Linked DNA regions of Xenopus laevis: region 1 is linked to region 2. The links are chromatin contacts, called in public Hi-C maps. All regions are on one chromosome and are shown on one strand. The core of a region is the stretch at or near the end of the contact, and the rest is flanking DNA. Distances in the headings are between cores, read along the strand shown.

Evidence for each region. Hi-C and Micro-C count contacts between places; a contact is called where the count stands out from the background.
Region 1: a Hi-C map of the XTC cell line shows a contact between it and region 2, with 7 times the contacts expected there. The contact joins the promoter of garem1.L here to the enhancer-like site in region 2. A contact is called at or near these places in 2 of 4 Hi-C or Micro-C datasets (the XL177 cell line and the XTC cell line).

What each region holds. Positions count from the first base shown.
Region 1 is chr6L:119,463,696-119,470,998 of Xenopus_laevis_v10.1, reverse strand. garem1.L (GRB2-associated and regulator of MAPK protein-like) reads left to right here and starts at 2,669. Exons shown (of 6, transcript XM_018267965.2): 1 at 2,669-3,160. The coding sequence starts at 3,049.
Region 2 is chr6L:119,396,087-119,402,782 of Xenopus_laevis_v10.1, reverse strand. It overlaps garem1.L (GRB2-associated and regulator of MAPK protein-like), which reads left to right. Exons shown (of 6, transcript XM_018267965.2): 6 at 1,417-3,263. The coding sequence ends at 2,326. Among protein-coding and RNA genes, the nearest start is that of garem1.L, 69 kb to the left of the region's middle. Within about 2 kb of position 4,157, at least 1 of the 7 cell types and tissues checked has an H3K27ac peak or open chromatin away from gene starts, as enhancers often do.

The DNA.
Region 1 (7,303 bases), core at 1,420-3,919, 70 kb before region 2:
AGATTAGTACAACTGTACTTCATCCACATGGCATATTTTACTAAACACAGGCTGTTTGTTATGAAAGCGGTGCCATCACCAATATGTGTTAGATGTGAGAAGGAGGTGGCCACCCTGGTACACACGATCTGGGCATGTACGGCTCTTCAACAGTACTGGCAGGAGGTGATAGCTTGGCTGAATGGTGCCATACCGGGGTGGAGTGCAGCCGGTGTAAGATCTTGTCTGTTATATCTGGACTTGGACGCTTGCTTGGACAAATACACCAGGATTTTTGTGCTAAAGGCTTTATTTCAAGCACGGAAAGTGATAACCTTGCATTGGAAGGACCCCAAACCACCATCCATTCAGGAATGGCATGTGGCTATGAACTATGTGGCCGCAATTGAAAGAGCTGCCCTGGATAAGAAAGGTCAACTGCTTAAATACATACAGATTTGGCGGCTGTGGACTGGTAGCTTGGACTGCACTGCACCCCTACAACCTGCACAAGTTTAGTAATCCTAATGTGGCACAACTACCTGGGGGTCTTCATGTTTCTTGTCCTGAGCGGGATGGGAGGCGGAGGTAACTACTGCCTATGTGATAAATGTTTTGATTGTGCCTTTTTTTCTGTTCCGTGACATGATGTTTCTAACCTTTGTCTGACACACTGTTACCATTTGATTTGCTTTCCAATAAAAACCTTTTCAAAGCAAAAAAAAAAGCAATACAGTGGGACAGGAATTTGGCTGGCTTAAAGTGTTTCATTGCAGACCTCGCCACTTCCTCAAGCTTCTAAGACCCGGGGTGCATGAGACCCCTACCAGTCAGCATATGCTTGGATGTAGTCAGGGGCGTAACTACAGAGGAAGCAGACACTGCCCAGGACTGTAGGGGACCCAGCAAGGCCTTACTTAAAGGGCATGTAAAGTCTTAAATAGAATAAGGCTAGAAATTATGTATTTTGTATACTAAATATAAACATGAACCTACTGTACCACAAGCCTAATCAAACAAATAATTTATGCTTTCAACTTTGGCCAGAGGGAGCTGTCATCTTGTAACTTTGTTAAACATCTTTGCAAGACTAAGACTGTGCACATGCTCAGTGTGGTCTGGGCTGCTTAGGGATCGTCATAAACAAAGCTGCTTGAGTTCTGCATGGCTGGGAAGTAAGGCGGGGGCTCCCCCTACTGTTCATAAGTATGATTGTTTCCCTGCTCAGCAGTTAGGGACCATCTGACAATTCCTATCCACAGCAGTAAATGAAGTGAGAATTTCACTGCCTACAGTCAGGTTTCTTATAAAAACGTAAGTAAGCCTGAATAAGGGAGCACCACCCCTAAATCAAAGAGAAACAGACAAATGGTGTGCAGGGTTATATGGATAAATAGTAGCACAAAAGAGAAAAAGATTAACCCTTAAAGTTGCACCACCCCATCTTTAAATCCGAGGACTCAAGGAACAATAAAACTTAACTTTTAATAAATAAATTAAAACCGTAAGTCCAGAGGAGCGTTTAAAATAAGGTTAGGGACAGGGAGGCAAAGAACCCGAATTCAAATGGGCAAAAAAGTACACAGCATACAGTGGGTGTTTGGGATGTCAAAGAGTAACCCACGAGCCTACAAATGTAAATACTGGTAAGTCACATACAATCATTTAACAGCCATAAGTCGGGGTAAACCTTGTATGATGGCTTTTAGGCCTTAAAATATACACATTTTTTTAATTAAAGTATATTGGAGATCGGTTTCTTTTTCATTTAAGAAAGTAAAAATGGGATTTAATTTTTTCGCCTTTACATGCCCTTTAATGAATAATTCCACTATTAGCTATTTCAGTCTTGGCATTTGACATTTACCAATATTTTGGGGCCCTAAATGAATGTTTCTGTGGGGCCCATTAACATGTAGTTATGTGAGTGGATGCAGTTATTATTATCTCCTGAGCAGGAAGGGATTGGGGTTCAATGAAGAGGTCCCAGTAGACACAAGGGTAATCTTGCAATTTGCCGTATTCATTTCTTATGACTTGACGTGTTTATTTTACTATATTAGCCACAGTAAACGAAACAAAGCTAAATTCCAGATTGGTTCCTGCGGTTTACTGCACCTCTTGTCTGTTGCTACCTATCGGGATAAATAAATGTATTTTTCCATAAGTGACACCTGTATTATAAGTAAATATGTCTGGGACTGTAGAAACCAGCTCCAATAAACAGCTCGACTTCATTAAATGTCGGGTAACAGAAGAAGTCGTGTAGCTTGTGAGCTGAGGCAATGGCAGCAGGCTGAATCATGGGGCAGATTTATTATGTGGTGTAAAAACTGGTGAATAATTTGTCACATTGCCAGGCATCGCTGTGTAAAAATTGAATAGTTTTTTATGCGCTTTTCCTTTGAGCAACTTCAGCCAGAACTTACAAAGGTCTGAGACAGTGTAAAATAAAGGCAGCAAATCTGACATTCACTTGGCATAAAATTAAACACATTTTTATAAATTCACCATTTATTTTCCACAGCTTTTTACACCGTTTTTTCTGGCGAAATTTCGTTTTATACAGCATAATAAATAGGCCCATAGAGTGTGTGTCTCGAGCTTTGCTGTCTGGCATGATACCGGCATGCGATAACTCTGTTCAGCCACACGGGGTCGCTGCAGCGCTAGACGAGCCTGTGTAACTTCTCATTCCCATGCTGGATAGCAGGAAGGCTTTTGCCCTTCCAGGCCGGTTTAGTCCGAGGAGGCGGGGTTTCCCGGGGCTGCGCAGGCGTCTCGTACACCCTGTTGATTAGTCAGAGGAGTAAGTGCTGCTATGGCGTTTTATAGTGTCGGCAGCAAGGCAGTAAGAGCGGCGAGAGAAACCCGAGCAGAAGGGAGAGAGACAAGGACCAGCGTTCCTCTGCTTCTAGCTGAGCCTTTCCCTGCGGCCGCCCTGGCTTAGGCACATGTGACCATGAGTGGCGGGGAGCGCGGGCTGCAGCAGGGAACGAGCCACACACTGGGCTGAACTCCTTCCCGGCGTTACCCGAACTGTGCAACAGCCCCCCCCGTGTGTAAAGGATGGAGCTTCCCGTCCCCTCTCTGAAGGATGTCAAGTGGAGCTCGGCCTCATTCCCATTGGACCTGCTGGTCAGCTCCTATCGGCTGCCACAGATTGCCAGGGTGGACTGCGGTAAGTTACTGGTTAGCGGCACAGCGTAGTGTTATGTCACACGACATGCCTATTGGCACAATCAATGTCAGCTGGGACACTGGCACCAAGAAGAGGCAGACTGGCAGTGAGTGAGGGTGAGTAGAGGCAGACTGGCAGTGAGTGAGGGTAGAGGCAGACTGGCAGTGAGTGAGGGTGAGTAGAGGCAGACTGGCAGTGAGTATAGAGGCAGACTGGCAGTGAGTGAGGGTGAGTAGAGGCAGACTGGCAGTGAGTGAGGGTAGAGGCAGACTGGCAGTGAGTGAGGGTGAGTAGAGGCAGACTGGCAGTGAGTGAGGGTAGAGGCAGACTGGCAGTGAGTGTAGAGGCAGACAGGCATTGAGTGAGTGTAGAGGCAGACTTGCAGTGAGTGAGGGTTGAAGCAGACTGGCAGTTAGTGAGGGTGAGTAGAGGCAGACTGGCAGTGAGTATAGAGGCAGACTGCAAGTGAGCGAGGGTAGAAGCAGACTGGCAGTGAGTGAGGGTAGAGGCAGACTGGCAGTGAGTGAGGGTAGAGGCAGACTGGCAGTGAGTGTAGAGGCAGACAGGCATTGAGTGAGTGTAGAGGCAGACAGGCATTGAGTGAGTGTAGAGGCAGACTTGCAGTGAGTGAGGGTTGAAGCAGACTGGCAGTTAGTGAGGGTGAGTAGAGGCAGATTGGCAGTGAGCGAGGGTAGAGGCAGACTGGCAGTGAGTGAGGGTAGAGGCAGACTGGCAGTGAGTGAGGTTGAGTAGAGGCAGATTGGCACACATTATGGGCAGAGGGCTGTAGCATATTTGGAATAAGGCGAGATTGAGTAGGTAGAGTGAGGGGCATTGTGACAGCAAGGGGGCATAACCAGGCAGCATTGGTCATATACTGGTTCTAGCTACTCTGCTACTGGGTATCACGAAACATGACACATAATTCATGGTGTTGGCACCAAGTGTAGAACTGGTACTCTCTCACTGACTCTGCCCTGGCAGACTGGCTGTGCAAAGCAACAGATGAAGGTGCCCTGACATAAGCCACTGATATGCACACAGACGATGCCTGTGAATTCCATCTAGGTAGCTGCCTTTTCTATTGGTCTGCCCATTGCCCTCTCCTGATCTTTGTGCCAGCTCTTAAGGTGTTTCTTTTAAGCGAGCAACCCTGTGTGAATTTGTCCAGCTTGGACTTTCCATGCTAGTATTCATGCTGATTTACTGCCTACTCCTCTTTAGCCATCAGATGAGCCAAGCCAATGTGAATGATGCTAAACAGAGCACGATTTGCCTTTGCAGTTGCCAGGGGTGCCCAACCAGCTAGCAACCAGCTGTCAAACAACAACTGCCAGCTCCTAGTGCCAGCTAGGTCTATGAGTTTTATTTCAACCACAGTTTGAGAGTTGCATATTGCTCTTCCCTGATGTTATAGCATTTTTGGAACAAAGGTGGATGCTGGGGGATGTGAGCAATCCTTTGCTTCTGGGTATCATATAACTAGTCCCATAAGGGTTTTTGTGAAGGTGACTCATGTGAGCTCAGTATGCAGATCTTTCCTACACTGCTGTGTGTATTGGCAGCACAGACCTCCTAGCTGCCATGTCTTCTCTATTAAAGGATATAGGAATACTTTTCATTTATCTGTTTTATTATATTTAAACCAGTGTTGGCCCTTGTTCTGTTGCCAAATATATCCACTTTTCATATTTTTTTTAAACTGCCATGAGTGTGTTTCCTTTAACTTGCTAAGCTTTCTTATCTCAATATCTTTACTATTTACTCCTGTCTGATCTAATTCACATGTTGGCGGAGAAAACTCATCCTTTAACATTAGCCTTAAAGGGGTTGTTGACCGTTAAATTTAATTTTTTGCATGATGTAGAAAGTCATATTTGAAATTTATTTTCATGGATTATTATTATTATTTGTGGGTTTTGAGTTATTCAGCAGCTCTCCAGTTTGCAGTTTCAGCAATCAGGTTGCTGCGGTCTAAATTATCCTAGCAACCATTTATTTATTTGAATAAGTAACTTGAATATGAATAGCAGAGGGCCTGAGTAGTAGTAAGTAGCAATAACAATAAAATGTGTAGCCTTATAGAGTATTTGTTTTTAAGATGGGGTCAGTCATCCCAATTTGAATGCTGGAAAAAGTTAGAAGAAAAAGGCAAATAATTCAGAAACTTTAAAAAAACAAATACTAATTAAAAGTTGCTTAGAAATGACTGTTCTATAACATACTAAAAGTTAACCTAAAGCTGAACCACTCTTTAAGATATCTGCAGTGACCAGAAGAATAGGTTTCATAAAGGATCTGATCACTGAAGAATGATGCTCTAGTATTTCAACTATAAAGCATAGCAGGACTGCTGCTATATAGGAAGGAAACCTAGCCATCTGAAATTCAATTAAGTATCAGTTACTGAAACTTCGTGTCCTCACAGAGCACATTTTTTGGCTGTCGGGATCAGTGACCCCCATTTGTAATCTGGAAAGAGGCAGAAGAACAGGAAAATAATTCAAAAATTATTTTTTTTTTAAAAATTTAAAACTAGTTGTAAAGTTGCAAATTAAATGTAAACTACCCCTTTATAGTGATACTGACACTAGAAGTTTTCTTTTCAAAATATTAACCTACATTAAAAGTTGCCTATAGGTCATGTTGATCATTTTTGCTGATTGTTCTGATTTTGTAAGTACTTGTTACTTGAAGTTCCTAAATCTGACAGTTTTGCCAACCTGACTGTCCCTTCTCAGCCTGTCAGTTATAGTTTCTAATACTAACGGACTCCTGCTGCACAAATGTCAGCCCCCTCATACAGGAACATAGGGGTAAGAAAGGTAAAAAGCTCCACACGTCACTGAAAGCAACCATACCTATAAATTAGGTCTAATCTCTCACTTTGTTTCTCTGAATGTAGTTATGCTTGATTCCCTCAGTATGACCTTGAGTATCTCACTTACGGCATTAGACAAGCTTTCATTATGGTATATTTCAGGGCGTTGCTAGTCATTTTTCTACAGCTAACTGAATCAGGGTTAAGTACATGTTGGGAATGGATGTATCGATTGGGTAGATAGATATTACTAGTGACTACTGAGTTGGCCTAAATTGATTTTTTCCTTTTCAGGCATTGTAGGTTGGATTGTGGAAAAAAATATAATGCCAGGAAATATAGCATTGATTAGTGGTTTCCTGTTCTTTGTATGTGCTGCAACAATTTATGGGATCAGTTTAAGCCCTTAAACTATGAAGAGGATCCTTATCCTCTGTTGCTTTTCCTACTTTGAAAAATGATATGCCCGTTCCCTGTACAGAACAAGCTGTCTTTTAATTGGGTGTAAGTAAAAGGCCGGCAACCCATCTTTTTTTTTTTCAGTATATATGCCTATAGTTGTGAAAGTAGGGAAACCATTAGGGACAAATGTAACATATGGGTCCCCTTCTAATTGCTGAACAGTGTTAATATTGTATTTCAGCTCCTCAGCAGAGAGAGGATTCCTGTTCCATCTGATGGCTGACCCATTTCTTGTTATTTTCCACTTGCACTGTTTTCCAGTCTTCACCAAAGGTGTGCTAGGCTCTGGTTATTGATTTAGTCTTGCATATGGCCATCCTCACATAAAGTTATTAGCACCATGATATGAAGTTGGAGTAGCCTAGCAAAAGACTATACGGAACGCATTTTAGGACATCCTGCGGCGAAATACCATTCCTTCCTGCGATGTCCTATGCCTTCTGAATGGCGCATTGGGTCCTTTTACCGTCACTCATCGTCCAAACCTGCAGTCACACCTCTGTCCTCTACCCTCCCTTCTCAGCCGTCAGTCATGCCAACTAGCCCTCAGCCTTCGGCCCTCAGCCCTCAGAGGGCAGCTGAAGGCCAAGGGCATAAGGCCGAGTGCATAAGGCCGAGTGCATAAGGCCGAGGGCTGAAGGCCGAGGGCTGAAGGCCGAGGGCTGAAGGCCGAGGGCTGAAGGCCGAGGGCTGAAGGCCGAGGGCGGAGTTAGCATGACTGACGGCTGAGAAGGGAGGGTAGAGGACAGAGGTATGACTGCAGGTTTGGACCATGAGTGACGGTTTTTTTATTTTTTTTAAAAAATAGGCTGATTATCCTCTAATGCTATCATCTGTAATAAGCACAATTCCGCACAAAT
Region 2 (6,696 bases), core at 2,908-5,407:
CTAAATATTTAAATTGTTTCTTTGTAAATACAACCTGTGTTTGCTGTTAAGGAGACGTCATATAGCATTTCCTTATGTGACATTCACTCTAGGATCCATTATCCGGAAACCCTGTTACCCGAATTACGGAAAGGCTGTCTCCCATAGACTCAATTTTATCCAAATAATCCACATTTTTAAAAATTATTTCCTTTTTCTCTGTAATAATAAAACAGTAGCTTGTACTTGATCCCAACTAAGATATAATTAATCCTTATTGGAAGCAAAACCAGCCTATTGGGTTTATTTAATGTTTACATGATTTTATGGTAGACTTAAGGTGTGAAGTTCCAAATTATGGAGAGATCCGTTATCCAGAAAACCCGGGTCCGCAGCATTCTGGCTAACAGGTCCAATATCTATATGAACAATATTGTTACTCTGATATACTTGAGAGTATGGCGGTTGTGAGTCAGCTCAGCGTGAAGAGGATTTAAGACACGTTCACATAATACTATAACATGAAATTGTACTTATACAGACAATGAAAGTCTTCGACTTCTCTGTTTAGTGCAAGAAACATCAAACACTATAAATATTTTTTAAAATAGTAGTTCAGTAAAACCCCCATTGATTGAATTCAGTGTTGAATAAGGGGGTCTATTGCCATTAAGTTCTTGGACTTTAAGAGGATATGTTGCTATTCTAATCACTTCAGAAAAATGTAGTTTGTTTAATAAATCTGTTTCACAATTTTTTTTTATTTAACAAGGTTTTATTTAACAAGTCCTTTAACCTAACTTTTTTATGGCTGAAAACAACTAGGGATGCACCAAATCCAGGATTCGGTTCAGGATTCGGCCTTTTTCAGCAGGATTCGGATTCCGCCGAATCCTTCTTCCCGGCCTTACCGAATCCAGATTTGCATATGCAAATTTGGGTTGAGGAGGGAAATTGCATGACTTTTTGACACAAAACAAGGAAGTAAAAAAATTTTCCCCTTCTCACCCCTTATTTGCATATGCAAATTAGGATTCGGTTCGGTATTCTGCCGAATCTTTCACGAAGGATTCAGGGGTTCGGCCGAATCCAAAATAATGGATTCGGTGCATCCCTAAAAACAACACATTTATGCTGAGAGTCGTTGACAGGTTTCACTAGTTTTAACTGGTGGATTCCATTGCTTGGCCCAGCAATGTGCACTTCTATTCCGATAAACATGCTCCTAAACCATTTACGTCTCGTTAAAAATATGTATTCTATTTGTGAAAAAGAATAGTTTAGTTTGGGTGTTTATATCAGGAAATTTTGCAGTTTTATTATCATGCTGAATGAAGTGAAAACCCATAAAAAAAGCTTATTTTTTTTCTCTCTGTGCCTAGATTTATAAGCCTACGTGCTAGTCGTATTCATAAACTTGAATTTGTGTTTTTTCAGAGGCATCACAGAGAGTGAAACGACCAACTCCTCGGATAATTCTCAAGTTTCCTGCTATCCATGTAACTGGATGAAAAATGAAAGCGCTGATCTTGAAAGCAATTTGACTTGTGGGAGCACGTCATCTGAAGCCCTTCCTTCCCGACTGTCCTGGCCAAACCGATATTGTGGCGGGGCGGAAGGCCTTAACGTGAACGATCTGCACATGGATCAGTGCCGCAGTTATTATAGCTATCCTCGGCAAAAGACACCAGGAACACCAAAGAAAAACTCTCCAGCTCCGTTTGACTTTGGCGGCTGTGGTTCTTTTACGGAGTGCAACCAGGTGGCACAGGGCGACTTCTCCGACATTGTACCGGGCTGTCCAAAGTCTGCAAGCTACTCACTAGAAAGTTCCACCGATAGAAAGTTATCTGACAATAGCACCAAGCAAAGTTTATCATGTCCCGCCTTACCACCTCGTGCACCAAAACCCAACGAAGGAAACGCTCTCTTGGAACCCTTGTCCCTGCCTATGAAAATCGATGGAGCCGAAGAAGAAATCCAGACTTGTTCTCCAGACTTCTCAGAAGAACATTATCTCGCTAAAAAGGGGGTTCAGGATATTTTCTCAATTTCCTACCCATTCTCGTCACCGCTTCACATGCAGCTAGCACCAAGGTCTTGCGGGGATGGTTCTCCTTGGCAGCCACCGACTGATCTTTCAGGACTGTCCGTTGAAGAGGTGTCCAAATCCCTTCGATTCATCGGTTTGTCGGAGGACGTGGTGTCCTTCTTTGTTTCCGAAAAAATTGACGGGAATTTACTTGTCCAGCTAACGGAAGAAATACTCTCGGAGGACTTTAAGTTAAGCAAGCTACAGGTTAAAAAATTATTACAGTTTATTAACGGCTGGCGACCGAAGATGTAGTAATTGGGAGTACTGCAAAGGGTACTGATCAAAGCTAAATAGCACTTGTCAAAGTGCCGGTGTTATTTGTACAATCTGCAAATGTTTTGCACTAAGAAATAGTCCGGACTGTGTATTATCCTACAAAAGAAGAAATACTTACTATGCAGTGAATGGTACGAGTGGATGAATCAATTAGTACTGTATCTCAATGCAAACATTTTAAGACAACACTCACAGTGTGCCTTGGGCATCACTGAATACTAAGCAGCTGCTACAATATTTTAAGTTAAAGGGAAAAAGCATTTATAAGCTTCGTATAAACCTGTAATGGACATTAGGAGCCAAAGCTTAAAAGATATAGTCAGGTATAACGACTTGGCCACAATGGTAGTCGGCTTAGTATGTTTTCCTCTAATGGGCCATAATGGAGCACTTGATATTCATTATCCAAAATGGGTGACTTATTTCTAATTATACAGATTTAGAGAATTATAATCCAGATTTTATTATCCGTAGTTCCCGTGGCAGAATTCTGCATATAGATCCTGTTCTTAAACCTTTTACTTAAAAGCTCACAGTCTGTACTTGTCCTGAACCAAAAGTCCCAGCCAAGTCTCCCATTGGCCAGTCCTGAGGGGATAATGAAGGCACAATAGAGAGTGACATTACTTCTAGAAGTAGCATCTGAAGAATGTAAGTGCTGCAGTGACCCATGCAAACGTGGGTTTTTATTTTTTGGCCCCATTAGGTTTCAGGTATATTCGTTACTGATGAAGTGCAGTTTTAACATAGCGTTCCTTATCATTATTTTTATGTTTATAATGTAACGTAAAGACACAGAACAAAACCACTACCTGAGATGTAGTAACTCTTATTGTGGTACAGCAACGTCATTGGGAAACAATGTCTTCTTGTATATATAAATGTGTATAATATATAAACTTATTTTCACTCAGTAAACTTCTGTGTCGTCTTCTTCCCAAAATGTTTGAAAAGTAAAAGAGTGATGGGACTTGCTCCGAAATGTTGATTTTACTTGACATCAGATTTAAAGGACAAGGCAACCCAATAAAGATAGAGCAGCAAAGTAATTGGCAGCGCTGCTGATTCTTCTTAATCCTGCACAATTTCACAGTAGCCCAGTCATCCATGGTAAAATATCTACTACAGGTATGGGACCTGTTATCCGGAATGCTCAGGACTTAGTGTTTTCCAGATAATGGATCTTTCTGTAATTTGGCTCTCCATACCTTGTCTACTAACAATGAAACAAAGATTTAAACATTAAGTAAACCCAACGAGATTGTTTTACCTCCAGTAAGGATTAATTATATCTTAATTAGGAATAAGTCTTATTATTACAGAGGAAAAAGGAAATCATTAAAATGTGATTATTATTATTTTGATAAAATCGAGTGTTGGAGACAGCCTTTCCATAAATAGGAGATTTCTGGATAACTGATCCCATACCTGTACTTGGGTGCATCATAATGCAGCATAATGCTGCACTCTAAAGACAAAGGGGCAGATTTATTAAAGGTCGAGTTGTATTTAACCTGAGTTTTCGAGGGGATTTTTCAGTCGAACCTCGAATTTTCAGGTTAAAAAAAAAACTTCAATTTTTCAAGAGTTCTTTACCCCGACGCTGGAAATAGCTAGATATGTATTTGGGGATGGGGGGGATGGGACAAAATGCTGCTGAACATTTGCTTTCAGCCACAGTGATGTGGGGACCATACTAATGTAAACGTGGAGGGAAGTTCCATTCAAACTATAGAGCAGGGCCTGTTGATATTCTTGTTAGATGATCCCTGAAGTAAAATAGTAAATAGCTTTGCCCGGAACAATATGCGACAAACCGGCTTGTACAGTCTGAGACTCTTTCAAACACAATCACGCCCAGCGCAGGCAGCTTCTTACTGACATTCTCTTTGCTTTTTTAGATCACTGGTTTCGGCACATTCAGAAAATGGCTTTATGGCTTCCCCTGTAGCGCCTCTGTATCCTTATATCTGTGTAATGGAAATAATATTAAGAGATGCATTGAATGTTATTTCCCGCTTGCTGTGCGACTTATTCTAGTGGTTACCCCCTCCCAGGTCCGGACTGAGAATGAAAATAGGCCCTGGCATTTCAGGCACACAGAGGCCCATTCAGCCCTCATCAGCCCACTAAATAGTGACTTTCTATGGCACCTTATACCAGCCCCTCTGGCATTTGCCAGAACCTACAGATTGCCAGTCCGGGCCTGCCCCCTCCTGCTTTTTGTTGTTCCCTCCCCTTAAAGGCACAGTTCACCTTAAAATGAATGTTTAGCACAATGTAGTACTTTCCAGCCTTATGCTATAAAGGAATTTATATTTTACTTCCACTACCACTCCCTTGGTGCCTCACAATCCGGTTCAGGTGCTGGGCATCAGGTACAAGCTAAATGTACGGTATTTTGTCCCATTTAACATATAGGGCTGCTGTATGATTTCCTTGTATGTCAGCCCTATGTCCCAGAACGCTACTGCAGCACAGTATAACAAGGGAGATGTCATTTTAGTAAAATTCACAATTTCTTTCGGGTGTGAAGTCTCCCTCCACAGGGTGCCATGTTTCTGATGTTCTGTGGTTAGTTTGGGAAGGATATGGCAGTAACCCAATCCCAGTAAAGTGCTGTCAGAACCTCAGCAGATCCCTGCAATTGTTGTGGTCCCAAGAGCTACAAGTCCCAGTGAGGCACTGACTGATACGTTTCTGCGTATATTCAAGAAAAACACTTTTATACAATGTTTAAGGGGCCCAGTAGATTCTAATTCTTCCACTGCTAACCCACCATGGTCCTGTCCTCTCAGTGTTGAGTCTGACTTGGCAGCAGCGCTTTTTTCATTGTATCTTAGCGTCTGTATCGAGAAGCAAGAAGTGCAAGAACAGTGCTGGGCTCAGGGTCCTCTGCTCCAGCACAGTGTAGTTCCTTTCAAAAAGCACTTTCTCCCTAATTTAAATACATGCTGAAATCATCTCCCTTAAATAGAAATGCATATGTGAATACTGGCGCCAAACTGCATAAACAGAAGCGCCACCTGCTGGCAAGCCAAAGAAAGTGCTTTGTGTGCAGCCTTCAATCTAGAGATCAGGCTACAGGGAGTACAGAATTGCCATCTTGTGGCAAAAATGTAAACTGTACGTGAAGATCAAATAAGGGATAAGATAAGGGATCTGACTGACGTTGGCATACTTTGTAAAGTGAAGCCTTAGATGTATACACAAATACCATACTTTGTGATAGTCAGGGAGACAGGTTAACACCTGCGGGTTCTTTCTCCTTGACGTCTCCTGTGTTGATTGGCCGATTCAAACTACTACCATTGGTCCTGCAGCTACTAATACAGGTGTGCTACCAGCTCAACGCATGCCTTTGATAAAGCCCTCAAGTGGCTGGTGAAACACGTCAGGCGCACTTTAGGGAGGACATCAGATAGGGACTTAGCATAAGGGCAAACAACTCACATGCGGATTGGAAGCAAACTCACTGTGGGTGAAGGGGTTGGTGGTTCTATTGGATCCGAGGGTCAGCACTATCGGTACATACATCGGCTTAGGTGTGCCTGAGGCACAGTATACTTCACACGATAGGCAGTTCCAACAACGGCCTTGTGTCACCGGTATAACTCACATAAGTGCCTCTACCTAACCACTGTACAGGAGGGATCTCTAAGTGGGTGAAGGGGTTGGCATTTGAAGTGGAATTGTTTGGGTGACTTTTGTCAATCAGCGTTCCCGCTACTAACCTATATTTTAGTCTTTGCACACTGGACATTTGTTTTAATGTATTATTAGAAGTTATTTTTATTTAATGATTACGCATGAGCTTTCAGGTGTAAGGGTGCAGCTATATGGGTCAGTTCTTTTTCTTTTCTGATACACAAATGTAAATTGCAGTCTGACATTAAAGTCCTTGGTATTGGCTGGATTTTTACTTATTCAATGTATTGGGGCCAGAGGCAAAACTTCACTTTTGTATAAAAGATAGTGGAAAGAAAAAAAGAAGTGAGGTGCACACTAGAAAAAGCAATAGATACAATCAGACATTCTGTACATATAGAGAGGAGCCCTGAATGGCATTGAATTTCTCTAGACAGCCTCTCACCAAATAAGTCCATTCTGACTAGGGAGTGGCCATTTACCACTTTTCCTCCAGAATTATAGTGGGAAGGGGAGGCAAGTGATTTCCAATGCATTAATGACTTTTTTGTGGTAATACAGTAACTGTAAGTAGCACATCCTAGAGTGTGGCTTAAGTTGCAGGGCACCTGTTATTTTATTCCTAGCTGGCAGTTAGGGGAGTGAATACTTGGGAAAGCCAGATTCTCCTCTAAGAATTGCAAACCTAGAACCTCTGA